Regions from separate parts of the Hordeum vulgare genome. Here region 2 is linked to region 1. The links are chromatin contacts, called in public Hi-C maps. All regions are on one chromosome and are shown on one strand. The core of a region is the stretch at or near the end of the contact, and the rest is flanking DNA. Distances in the headings are between cores, read along the strand shown. Region 1 has its middle 89 kb from the start of LOC123440104. Region 2 holds the start of LOC123444123 (splicing factor SF3a60 homolog).

Region 1 (6,810 bases), core at 3,393-5,892:
CCGGGTGTGGTGGTCTGGTCAGCGGAGCTTGTGTGCGATGGTGGGGCGTCCATGGTGGGCACTTGGTGCAGCGGCGCGGTGAGTCCAAACGTTGGTGAAGCTCGTGGCGAGTGAGGAGGGAGGCGGCGGCACCGCGGCTGCGGCGAAGGCGAGAAGGGTCTGCCGAGCAAGGGCGACGGGGTCAAGAGTCGCGTGCGGCTGTAACGCAAGGGGCTCGGGAGCTCGGGGCTCTCCGGCAAGCAGGGCTCGGGCGAGTGGCTTCGGATCGGGCGGATGATGATGGTGGTTTCGACGCCCAAGCGGGCTCCATATGGGCTCGACAGGCCCTACACGTTGGAGGAGAGAGGAGGTTGGAGAAGGTGGCGGCGACTGAGCTGGTTGGCTGAGCGTGAATCCCAAGGAGGCTAGGGTTAGGCTAGATTAGGAGGGGCTAGCCATCCTTTTATAGTAGGGGTAACTATGTTAGGGGGGATCTTGCTCCGTTTTATAGTCGTTCGATGGCGATTGAACGACCCCGAACGGAAGGGGCTTAGGCTAGGTGGTAGTGGTTTGAGAAGAGAGGGAAGTTTTTGTGGCACGTGTCAAGTTTTACAACCAAAATATCCGACAAATAAACTTGCTAGTGCTACTATATGTTTAACGGTTTGGGTATCAAACAATCTCCGAATGTGACAAAATTTGGTAAGCAGTCTACCTACACTATATTAAGATCGACGCCAACTTTTGACCCATTTCGAGAAAGTTTTATACACACTTTTTAAAACATCATTTTAAAGATGCCTCGGGCGCGTGCGTCTGTGGTTGGTCTAGAAACGTTCGTCGACGAGAAGAGAGAGAACCGGCAACTAATAACGGATGCAAGTTTCAAAAATGACGGCAAGAGAGTGTCGATGCAATGCGGATGATGCGCATGATGCGATAATGAATGTGACAATCAAATAATTCACACGACTATAATGATATGAAAAGGGAATCTTCTAGAGCATCGATCTCGGGCTTTTAGCACTCTGCTCCACTAACACGAGATCTCAACCCGAGATCTTATAATGAAAAGAGGAAGAGAAAGAGTAAAACGAAGAGGTAAGACTTAGTTGCTTGTTTGACAAACGAGTCAAATCAACATAGCTTGAAGGTTCCAAAGAGATGAAGAATGGCACGCCAAACAAGACAGAATTCAAAAGAAATTTGGGCAGCACTTCGGTAGGAAATAGAGGCAAAATTTGATAATGTGGAAAGAACTTGAAAAGATTTCACAACACGCTAGTTACATTGACAAGTAAGGAAAAAGAACATAATCTTGATAAACAAGATGATGGATCAAAGAGAGCAACCTCTCTAAAAAAAGGATGATAAAAAATAATTGAAGGTTGAAAAGAATAAGATTATGACCTTGAAAGATTTGGATGAAGCTTTGGGACGAGATACTTGAGCAAAAAAACTTGAAAGTCCACAGAACAAAAGATGAACAACTTAGAATTGATAATTTGATATCATGAACTGCTCCGAAAAGGATTCAAACCACTTTGATGAAACAAGAATAAGAATTATGTTATGCTTATCCTTCATCAAGTTAAGTTGATTACAATCAACGGATTTGGCATACGACTTATTCTTCTTGAAAAGATTGAAGAGAGATACCACAAAATTGAAGAAGTCTTCAACAAAACACCGGTAAGAATCTGGAACGAATGGGGATATTAAAAATGAATGGAATATTTGAGAACGAAGAGATCATGATCCATCTAGCGGAACTTTCAACAAGGCACCATAAAGAGGTTAGATACAAACGAAGAGACAAGAGTTGAGAAGAATTTCTGAATGAAAGCTAAAATCTGAGAACGAAGAAATCTTCTGAAGTGGGGGCCTTTGGAGGACCGAAAATGAAAACAACTCTGAAATTCTCCGAATATATATGGAAGGAATTACTCATGATCAAAAACAATTTAAGAGGATCACTACAAGCTGAGAAGACAAATCTTCAAAAGAACGGAGAAAGATTTAAGAGAAACTCTTCTTCGGTCTTCAAGTTGAGATTGATGACGAGAAACGCTACCAAGAATTACTAATACACTCCATGATAATGAATAAAGAAAGGTTGAGCCCATGATGAAAATGATTTTAAAGCAACCTTAAAGAAGGAATATGACTAATGGAATTCATTCTTACATCATATTTGAAAAGAACTTGAGGTCTACGAAAAAGATTAGAAGAACAAGGTAAGATCCTCGCAAAATCCGTGGGTTATGGGCTCACTCAAAAGAAACCACCGTTGAATTGATTGATTAGAAGGAGAGATTGCACTTGTACAATACTAAAAACGTGATGAGGTGAGACCCTCAAAATAATTTGAAAGGACTTGAATGAAAACACGAATCTTCTAAGATGTCTTTAGCACTCCGGATAGAATTGAGAGGGATGAATAAACAAGAGAGGTTTGGATAAGAATTTCCAACACAAGAAAGCATTTAAAGGATGAAAAGTATATGATGAACACCAAAACTTGAATTGAATCAACCATATAGAAAACAAGAACGAAGAATGATGAATTCAACACCTAAGTATCTTCACAATAAATCACCAGATACAATACAGAAGAAAATATAGTGGAAGCATCAATGAAAAGAAAGGCACTTGGATGCGAACTTAATTATTGAAGAAAAAGGGAGGGAGTGTGGGGAAAACAAAGAAAACTTGGGACAGATGAGACAAACTCCGAAAAGAAATATGAGGATGGATCTTCCAAGGATTGAATTAACTTGAAGAGAAGCACACCGGTTGGAAATAATTTGACATGACAATTTGATTGAGCAAAAGAATTAATACTCTCATAGAAATATGAGAACATTGCTTAGGAAAGATATGAAATCAACACTTGACACTGAAGCAACTCGAATTACCATACTCCAACAAAATGAAGGAAGAGGCTTAGGAAACAAGCGAGAAACATATTAATGACAAAGATTTCGTTTGATATTTTTGTGGGAAGGTCCGCACGGGTTCGATCTTATAGTAGCCATCATGTACAAGGGACTACACACAATATATGAAGCATCACCGAGTCATAGCAAGCTACAAGGACTCTTTAAGACACAATGGGAACCGCTATAATAAAGGCAGTTAACAAACGAACAACTAGATGTCAAACCCCAACCTCACATAGATGACACCTAAGGAAAAAAAGATGATGTCACACCTAATTAATGAGAAGAGAAACAAATTGAGTAACATAGCTAGTTACACATACACTATGAGTAACATCACACATACCAACACAAGATGAGTCTATAACCTAATAAATGAAATGTTGCATGACACCACACATATGTTACTCCCCACTATAGAGGTGGTGACATATGTTCCCCCTACATGTTACTAGTCTAAGTTACTCCCCACTATGACTAGTCTCAAAAGGAACCCATGACATGGTAAAACTCCATCCAACATTTTCCATGCTTTTTTTATCTTCCCTAGAACTCTTAACATCGAGACTTCTTTCCAGATTGAATTCAAGTTGACCCCGCTTTGATCATCTATTATGTACCCTCGCTGCCCATGTTGTTGTTCCCACTCACGTTGATACGTAGAACATATGAAAAACGCTCCGTGTCTTCTGTAATTCCATCCTATAAAATCCTCCATGCTATGCACATTCAAAGGGATTTGTAGTACACATCAAGCATCAATAGGTGAAAAAACGTCCCGAATTACCACGAACCAAATTGGGGTCAACGAGCTCATAAACCTTAGATAGGATGATGTTCCCTTTAGGAGTTATAACTTTGTTGCTCGGGCCACATGAAATCCATGCGTCGCTCTAAATATTAATTTCAGCTCCAGATCCAACTCTTGAAATGCATACCCTGTTAAAGGTTTGAATTCCCGAGACAATACCGTGCCAGGTATATGAGGAACCCTTCTTTGGTCCAGCCTTTAGGATATTTCCATCGAGATAGTACTCAACCCTTAACACACACGCACACAAAGAATCTGGGTTCTGGATTAGACGCCAACACTATTTTGCTAACATAGAAAACGATGGTTAATTTTTTAAGCTGAAGAAAAATATGATTAACTTCACTTAATTATTTCAAATTCATATATTATAGTTTTGCACTTAAATATGTCTAATGCATATGTATATGTGATACAAACGGTAGGTTTGTCTAAATTATTTATATACTACTTTGTCTGTCCAATATAAGACTAGGTATAAAAACGCTTTTGTGGTATAGGACGGAGGAGGTACATGACTGGTATATAATGAGGGTATTCTATTAATTTTGAAAACACGCACTACAATATATTCTTTTCGTTCGGAATTACTTGCACACAAATGTATAAAAAAAAATATCTAGATACTTTCATTTCGGTGACAAGTATTTTAGGACGAAGGTAGTATTTTTTTATGTTTTTAATTACACATGCCCGAGCTTCTCTTCATCGGTGTAATTTTTCCGAAAGAGGGTCATTACTAGGACAAAGGTGAATGGTGATAATCAAATGTGCTTATATAAGCAGTTACTAGATCAGCTCATCGATCTGTGGTCGAGTGGCTTTCTTTTTCAACAACTTGCACAGACGCAAAATGGTTGGTCCCCCAGGAGAGCAGCACATGGAGGGGCGCAATTGGACTTCCCCTGCGGTCCAATCGTCGTCCACCCACTGCTCCACGCCTTCAAGCGACCCCCTCCTGTGGCGCTCGCCATCAGCTTGCTGGTTGCTGGTTGCTGGTTGCAACAGTCACATTTTCCTGGCGTGTGTATATGTAAGAGCAACTACGTGTATATGCATTTCATTTCACTGCGAAAAGAAAAGCGTGTACTGTATATATCTTCGTAGTACTACTCCGCGTTACACGAGCACTTGATCCGTGTGAGGTGTGCAGCGATGGTGTGGTCCAAGGAAGAGTAGTTTGGGGACAAAGCCGGGTGAGGAAAGCAAGACGGAAATGGAGCCACCGAGCCAGGCAAGGCGGGAGGGAGTCACGTGTGTGCGCATCGGGCTATCCTCCGACCCTACTGCGAGCGTCCTACACACACCTTGCAAGCAAAGTGTGGTCAACTACGCATCGTACAACGCTTGCCGTTTTCCCAGAATACTCACTCTTGCCATCTGGACCCCGGGCCACCGTGGAGCCCATCATAAACTTTTTTCCTGGCAGCCAGGGATACTGCCATGCCATGTGTTGCTGCATGGGACCCCCGGTATGGTGACATGGGGTCCAAGAAAGCAAGCCCTGGGAACGCCCTCTGGCTCTACTCATTGCTCAAGGGCCAATACAACAGTTGACGGTTTTGTCAGAATTGTAGAAACATGCAGCCATAATGGCCGCTGTGATGGCGCACCCGCCATGTTTTGTCACATGGGATACGCTGTTCGGTACAGGTAGGCGGGCCTTCATGTCCACGAATCCATCGGGAAACCTTTCTAACACCTTTTTGGTCACGTATTGTGCAATCTTCTCTCGTTTAGACAATAAGAAATCCGCGCTTATCAAAGCCAAATGTGCTAGCACTCAATATTTTTCTCTCACGAATGCCGGGGAAGGATTAGCGTTGAATAACTAAAACTATCGGAAAGAAAGAAGTGCTAGCAATTTGCTTCCGCCCTTCCCGTCTTCCGCAACCTCCCGCGTTTGATGCAAGACACGGCTTTGCGTACAAAGGAATATACCCCTATTTTTTTTACTGCTTTGACGTTGTTTTGCTAAGAACTTTTCAGTCGTCCACCGAGCGTGTGACAATATCGTGTGCGTACATCCCTATATATGCATTAGATGGGCTTAAACTACTTAGGTTGGTTTAACCCATTGTCAATTTGTCATAGTATGCGCTAGCACATTGTTTCTGTCCTACCATATACTACTACTACAAGTATACTAGTGCTCATCGCCTTAGTAGTTCACAACTTTGTGTCCTAGGCTTAATTATGCCAAGAAATAAAATACTAATCCGTTGATACAGCTGTAGTAATCATGGTTGATGTACTAGTTTCGAATCTTTATTGATGTGCCAGGAGTGCAAAACCCCTCTGCCATTGGTTTCTCAGGATCTCTATCCCTTGGCGTCATGTTAGAAACAATGCCATTTAGCTATAAAGATACATACATTGACATGCCGCGTTGCCGCATACTCTTATAACAAAAAGAATGATGCATGTTCAAGAAAAAAAAGACGATCATATCAGAATTGTTTACTCCCTCCGTTCTCGGTATATAGAACACACGTGTAGTCCTAGGTCATCGATTTAACTAACTAAATATAAGTTATATGTCATAAAAAAAATGTCGTTGGATTCTTAAGCGGATGTACTTTCTAAATATATATTTTTATCAAATATAATACATACTTAACCAGTTAAATTATTAACCTAAAACGACGCGTATGTCTTATAAACCAAGACAGAGGAAGTGGTGTAGTTTCATATACACCAAAAAAGCTTTTGAGATTCATAAAAGTATCTACACTCGGACTTGAAAAATCCGTCCTCCTATACGCCCGCTGGCGCGTCCGGGAAATTCCATGGACAGCGTCCGCCGACCCCTTATATGTTGTGCCGCATATCCGCATACCTCAAATTTCGATTCTTAAATCCATGCACATCAATCATCTGATATAAATTATCCGAATTCAACAGTTTGAAACAAAGCAAACCAAATCAGAGTTCAACAATCGGACATGCCAAACAAAATCAATGTCCGGGTGTGATGGATGACTCGCTTGTCGGATCACTCGTCGAACGCGACCATCCAAGCCGCATGCTCGTCCTGCTCCGCCTGGGCACACAGCTCCGCTGCATCCGGACTGTGTT
Region 2 (6,124 bases), core at 666-3,165, 420 kb before region 1:
TTGGCAGTTATTGTAATCAGCGAAGTATGGCAGCGCAAAGCAGTACTAGACAATTTAGATAAAGGCGTCTAGATGAGGTTGCCATGAATTTCACTTCTCAAAAAAGGAATATATAAACATAGCTATGTATATACTACAAAAAACTAGCATATCTGTAGATAGTCAAGATAACTGTATGCAAGTAAAGAACTCAAGAAAACTGTACGCAGGTAAAGAAAATCAGATAAACCACAACATGGCTTAGGATTAAACAATTGCACAAATCATCTCAAGCAGGGTTACTTAAGTGAAAATTATACGGGACAGTACCTCGCCAGTGAATTCAATAGTCGGTTCCTCCTTTAGTAGCTCCTCATAATCATCACTTTCACTGACGAAGCGGGCAGATTGATTCCTTCTATGGTAATCACGAATCTGCAGGCATGCAACAAACTGTAAATGAAAGAATAATCACCACTCAAGAAATAGTATAAGCTCAAGTTTTCCAATAACACCCAGTTCTGATCTGCATCACGTGTGTCGACCAGAGGGTCATGGTTGAGATGATGTGCAGGATAACATAACCAGAAAATTAACCAGTACGTAAGTAGTGTAATTTCCAAGTAGGATGCTATAAAACATGCTCTAATCTTATTATTTGGCTTTTTTATGTCGTTAAGAAAATCTAGAAAGTCACTGAATAATTTGGTTTCCTACCATCCAAATTTTGGTGGGATAGTCCAGGATCAAATTATTAGAAAGAACTACCAACTAAACAACAATAGTATGGAATGTTTTTGTCAGTGCATGAACTGCAGCATCCACCGTCTGTCTAGCTTTTTGCCAATTTCAACTGTCTGGTTCCATGGAGTGCTCAAGTGATTCTTGGTCAGAGTCAGACGGGCTAAAGTTGATTATTTACCTCTTTCAGCCTTTCATAGTACTTGGGGAAGATGTCAATTTGCACCGGCGCGGTAAGATGGGTGGACATCTCATCCTTCCTAGCACCGTCCTTGTCTTCATAGATTTCCACCTGATTAAGAAAGTCGTATTAGCCAAAATCTCCTTAGAAAGAAAAACAGACGATTCCTAGAACAACAAAAACGGGGAAATAACAGCACGAAAATAAAAGTCAAAAGATAATCCAGTGATTTTATCTACGCTTGCCCATATATATATATCCTATACTACAGACAGCGTGCAAAATAGCTCAATTTCAGTTGTCTGAAACGACTTATAATAGTGAACGGAGGGAGTATAAAAAATATAAAGCCGAAAAATCAATTTATCTAGCTCGAGTTCGGGATTCCCCAGAATTAGCACGGGTCGACCAACGCCAAACCATAACAGGTGGAGCTAACACACAGGCAACCCTAGGCACCTCAATTCAAGATATCGCAAGTGACATGGAACAAAACCAATCCTAACCGACAGAAAGCATAGATGCAACGCGGCCAAGCTCTGGCCACGGCAGACAAGCACTACACGAAAGCTACAGACACTACATCAGGCGCGAAACCCTAGAGAGACAGGCGGAGGAGGAGGAGAGGCGTACCAGCTTGTCGGAAGTGGAGACGACGAGATCGAGCATGTGACGGACGCGGTGGGACTGGAAGAGGCGGTCGCGCGCGTTGGCGGGTTCGCGCTGAAGCTCGCGCACCGCCAGGCGCTCCAACCGCTCGAGGTCCTCGTGCGCCGCCCGCGTGGCCTCCAGCACAGACGACGCCATGGCGGCCGCTTCAGCTAGGGCACCCTAGTCCTCTCCTCTGCTGGTACCCCGTGTGGTACCAACAGAGCCCGGGGGGTCACGCTGCGCGGCAGAGTCTGGGAACGGCGAGGGAGGTCGGGAGGGGAGCGCGTCGTGGCTAGGGTTTTGAGATTTCGCGGCCCGGGACGGACTTGTCGGGAGGACGACCGGAGAGGAAATCTCGGGTTCGTCTATTTCTCGCTGGTAGCGAGAGGGGACGACCCCTCGCTCGGTTTTTTTTTGGCTGTCGTGCTGCCCGCGTGCTGGGCCGGCCCATCAGCTAACTCCCTGTGTTTCCTGCGTTTCTCTAAAAAAAACGAGTTCACCCGTTCATTGGTCCACATTATCGCTAATTTTTTAAAATAATGCATTTTTATTTAATTACACAAATGATATGCAATTTCAAAAAATTGCAAAAATATACGGCCTTGGCCGTTGCTCTGGACAAAAGGATCTAGTCAGCCACGGCGTAGCCGATTAGTGGCTAATCAGCCACATGGGAGCCGATGATTGGCTCGGCCATTTCACGACCGGCCATTCAGCCTGGTGGCTAGGCAGTCGGCCTACTAGTGGCCGACAAGGCCAATCGGCCTCACCAAGACGACAGGAGGCGGGTAGGCCTCTGTCGCCCCGCTCCCCCCTTCTTCCTCCTTCATTCCTTTGTTTTCTCTCCTCCTCTTTGCTTCTCTCTCTACCCGGAAACACTATGATTTACACACAAAATGTGAGTTGATTTCTTCCTCATTTTCCATCGTAGTTGAATTCTAGATGGTTAGGAGAGTCAAAGGAACCGTCAATCTCGCGATGGGGTAGTTCGTGGTGATGGTGTTGACCATTTTGGTGGTGGTACTGGAGGTGGTTGAGGTGGAGGTGGTTGAGGTGGAGGTTGAGGTGGAGGTGGTGGTGGAGGTGGAGGTGGTCGAGGCTGCTGCGTTCGTCGTTCTTCTCTCAGTATTGTCGTTCGTTGTTTCTTCGCACACTTCAAGGATGAGATTCAACGTCCGTTCCCGTAGCTTTGTGTAATATATTTAGGTTTGTGAATTATTGTGTTTAAATATTTTTAGGTGCTTCCATAGATTTGGATATATTTAGATCTGTGAATTAAGGTGTTTGAATATTTTTAGGTGCTCCTGTAGCTTTGGGAAATATATTTAGGTCTGCGAATTTTTAGTTGATCCGAAAATAATTTAGGTTTGTCCTTCTGTTAAAATTTGTCCATGTTGAATATTTTTTAGGTCAACAGAGATGTTTGATGCAGTGAAGTTAGGTTTTCACTACGGTCCTAATACTCTTCAAACAAATGAGATGGGGGCTGATCTGAGTGAATTTAGTACATTAAGATACAAGTGGCTTCCCCTAAAACATGGTGTGTTAGCCAGTTGACAGAATGGTCGGCGGATGTTTACTGTTTAATATTTAAACACACATCATCGATGTTCATGCATTATGAACGCGGTCCAGTTTAAATATATACTTTTATTTGAAGCTATAGAGCGGGGCGATTAGTGGGTGCACTGGTTAAAAGGTTGCGAGCGTATGGTATGTAATCTTGTCACCTTACTGTGAAAAGAATGACGGAAAAGCGAGGCGAAAAAAATTAACATGTTCAAATTAAGATACAACTTGCTGAAATTAACATACAACTTGCAGCGAATTATAAGATACAACTTGATGTGATGCGAATTTTAGGATACAATAACATAAATATACTGAGTCCAACATTATTCTATTGTCTTGGTTGCACAAGTGTGACAGCCTGATGCCGACGCCCCAGAAGATTCCCCCTTTATTTCCGTTTCCGTCGTGTGATTATTTTTATTTGTTGCATCATCATTTAGTTTGCATCGTCGCATCATGCATGGCATCTTGCATCATCTGATGTGTGTGGTGTTTTGAGTGTGTGTGCTTCAAGTGCGTTAGTAACTCCCCTTCTCTCCCCTCTTGTTTCATTTTTGTGGTTTTGCTAAAGTTTCCGTTTTAACCCCTATTTAAAAATAAGGTTAGTCTTTAAAAAAAACTTTTATTAAATATGGAGGCAACCCCGTGGGTTTCCTTTATTTTTTTCCTTTTGTTTTATTTCAAAACTAGAGTCTCATTTTACTGGTAAAAGGGGTTTATTTTATTCTCTTGTAAAAAGGGTTTTATTTTATTCTTTAAAAAATGTTTTATTTTTTATTCGTTTAAAAAATGCCCAACTATTTCTTATATTTGGGGTAGGGTTTTAAAGGAGCGAAAGAATATATTTTTTATTTGTTAAAACATTTTAGTTTGGTGTGTGTTTTTCTGTTTTAAAGAGGAAAAAAAGCAAACAAGAGAGAGGGAGAGGAGCCAGTCGGCCAAGGCCCAAGGCCCAAGCATCCCCGGTCTAACCTAGCGCCACGAGCCCGAGCCCCCCCGTCCCTCGTCTCTCGTTCTTCCTCCCGTGCGCCGCCACTCCTTTCCCTCGCGCATGTGCCGCGCCGACCCTCTCTGCTCTCCCATCGCCCGTGCCCCGCCGTCACTCGCCGACACCGCCATGCCATGGCCCGACCTCGGCCTCACCTGCTCCTCGCCGTTCTCCCTCGCGCGACCCCTGCCGGAGCCCCTCCTCCGCGCGTCCGCCACCATGGCCTGCCGCCGCCGGCTATAGGGAGCTCCCCTGCCGGATGTCAACGGAGACGAGGCTCTCCTCGCCGCGTGCCCGACCTCGCCATGGCGCCAGCTCGCCTCGCCTCGACCCGGTGCGTCGCCCGCCGCCGCTCCCCTGCTGCCAAGCCCTCGAGGGCCCCGTCCTCCTCCTCTTTGTGAGCTCCTCCTGCCGAGCTGATGTTCCCTGCCGCTGGTGCCGAGCCTGTTGCCGCATGATGTTGTTGGCTGTTGCCGATGCGTTTTGCTGCTGTTGCTGTAGTTAGTTGCTCTGCTAGTTGTTGCTTAGCTGCTGCCACCTGTTGTCGTTGTTAGCCGCTGTCGTGGCTGATTGCTGTTGCGTGTCTTGCTGCTGCATGCCATGGCTTGCTAGTTGCCTTGCTGAAGCCTGCTACTTATGGATGCTTGGCATGCTTGTTGTGCTTGACGCTGTAGATGATGCTGCTTGCTAGGCCGCCGTTTTGCTGTATGTTGCTGCTTGCTAATGTTGTTAGTGCTTGTTGCTAGCTAGTAGCTGCCGATGCATGCTAGTGCTAGTTACTGCTAGGAAGCTTGCAGCGTGCTAGTTGCTGTAGCTGTTGGTTGTTGTTTCTGCTAAGCTTGCACGCTAGTAGGTATTGCTTGCTTGTGCTACCGCTTGCCGTCGCCGCGTGCGCCATCCCCTCCTTCATGGAACCGACAAGATCGTGTGTACAACTACGTCCTCGACGACCCCCGGAAACGTGTTCGACCACCGACGCCGAAGTCCCGTGAACCACAACGCCAAGCGAACGACTACCGTCCACGAGACCGGAGTACCACGACGACAACTACTTCCACGACGACCACGACGATCGTTGTTCTCCTTCACCAATCCGATCCGCTCCGATATGCACGATTCGAAGGTATACCGATTGGACGTGTCGTGAATCGTATGCAAATGATGTATGATATTAACTGTATGTGTGCGTCGTATGTTTGCCCGTTGCACGTTGTCTCTCTTTCGTCGCGCCCTCGACACATGGGAACCCGGTAGCGGGATCACCCCATCTTTATTTAGTGTTCCCGCACACACTTCCTATACATTGGCACGATATCTCGACGAGTTATCGGGATAGGAACGTTGACGTGGCTTCGTTTCCGACTTGCCGCCGTGGATCCCTTTCGCTCGCCGTGGAGACACATACGTCTTTCTCTTCTTGCCCATGTTGTAACTTGCATGCATGACGCATTCATGGCATAATTAACTTGTGTTGCATGTTTCTTGTGACGTAGCTCCGATCTATGCTCCGCGTGTTAACCGACTAGGATGACTGGTAGAATCACCGCTTCACCCCTTGCCATGTTAACAATAATTTAATATTGTCGTGTGAATAACCGAGAGTGAACTAAATAATTAAACGCAGAGTTTCGTCGATATGTAACTCGTTGCATATCGAGCTTCACTTAATGTGTAGTGTTTGCTTGAGGTGAATTGCCATGCCATCCCTTGCATTTTGATCTGATCATGCATCATATTAGGGTGTGCATCATGTCTTGCATTTGCCGTGGTGAATATCTGTGTTGATGCTTGTTTTCGGTTTGCCCCATCTTGATAGAGTTCCGCAAGCGTGTCGGAATGTGAGGACCCGTTCGACTACGTTGGTTCGCCGACTTCACGCAGTTGTTCTTCTTCCAAGCGGGATCTCAGGCAAGATGACCATTTCCCCAGATACCATTACTAGCATTGCCATGCTAGTTCTATCGCTTCTACCGCTTATGTTTCGTTGCCTACCACATGTTAAATATCAGCTT

What was found. Hi-C and Micro-C count contacts between places; a contact is called where the count stands out from the background.
Region 2: a contact with region 1 is called in a Hi-C map of seedling, with 2.2 times the contacts expected there. The contact joins the promoter of LOC123444123 here to the enhancer-like site in region 1. A contact is called at or near these places in 2 of 6 Hi-C or Micro-C datasets (leaf and seedling).

The regions. Positions count from the first base shown.
Region 1 is chr3H:434,970,778-434,977,587 of MorexV3_pseudomolecules_assembly, reverse strand. No RefSeq gene overlaps it. Among protein-coding and RNA genes, the nearest start is that of LOC123440104, 89 kb to the left of the region's middle. Within about 2 kb of position 4,642, at least 3 of the 3 cell types and tissues checked have open chromatin away from gene starts, as enhancers often do. A contact at or near this core is called in leaf and seedling, where this site is marked.
Region 2 is chr3H:435,389,451-435,395,574 of MorexV3_pseudomolecules_assembly, reverse strand. It overlaps LOC123444123 (splicing factor SF3a60 homolog), which reads right to left and starts at 1,915. Exons shown (of 12, transcript XM_045120741.1): 1 at 1,535-1,915; 2 at 902-1,012; 3 at 310-414. The coding sequence starts at 1,708.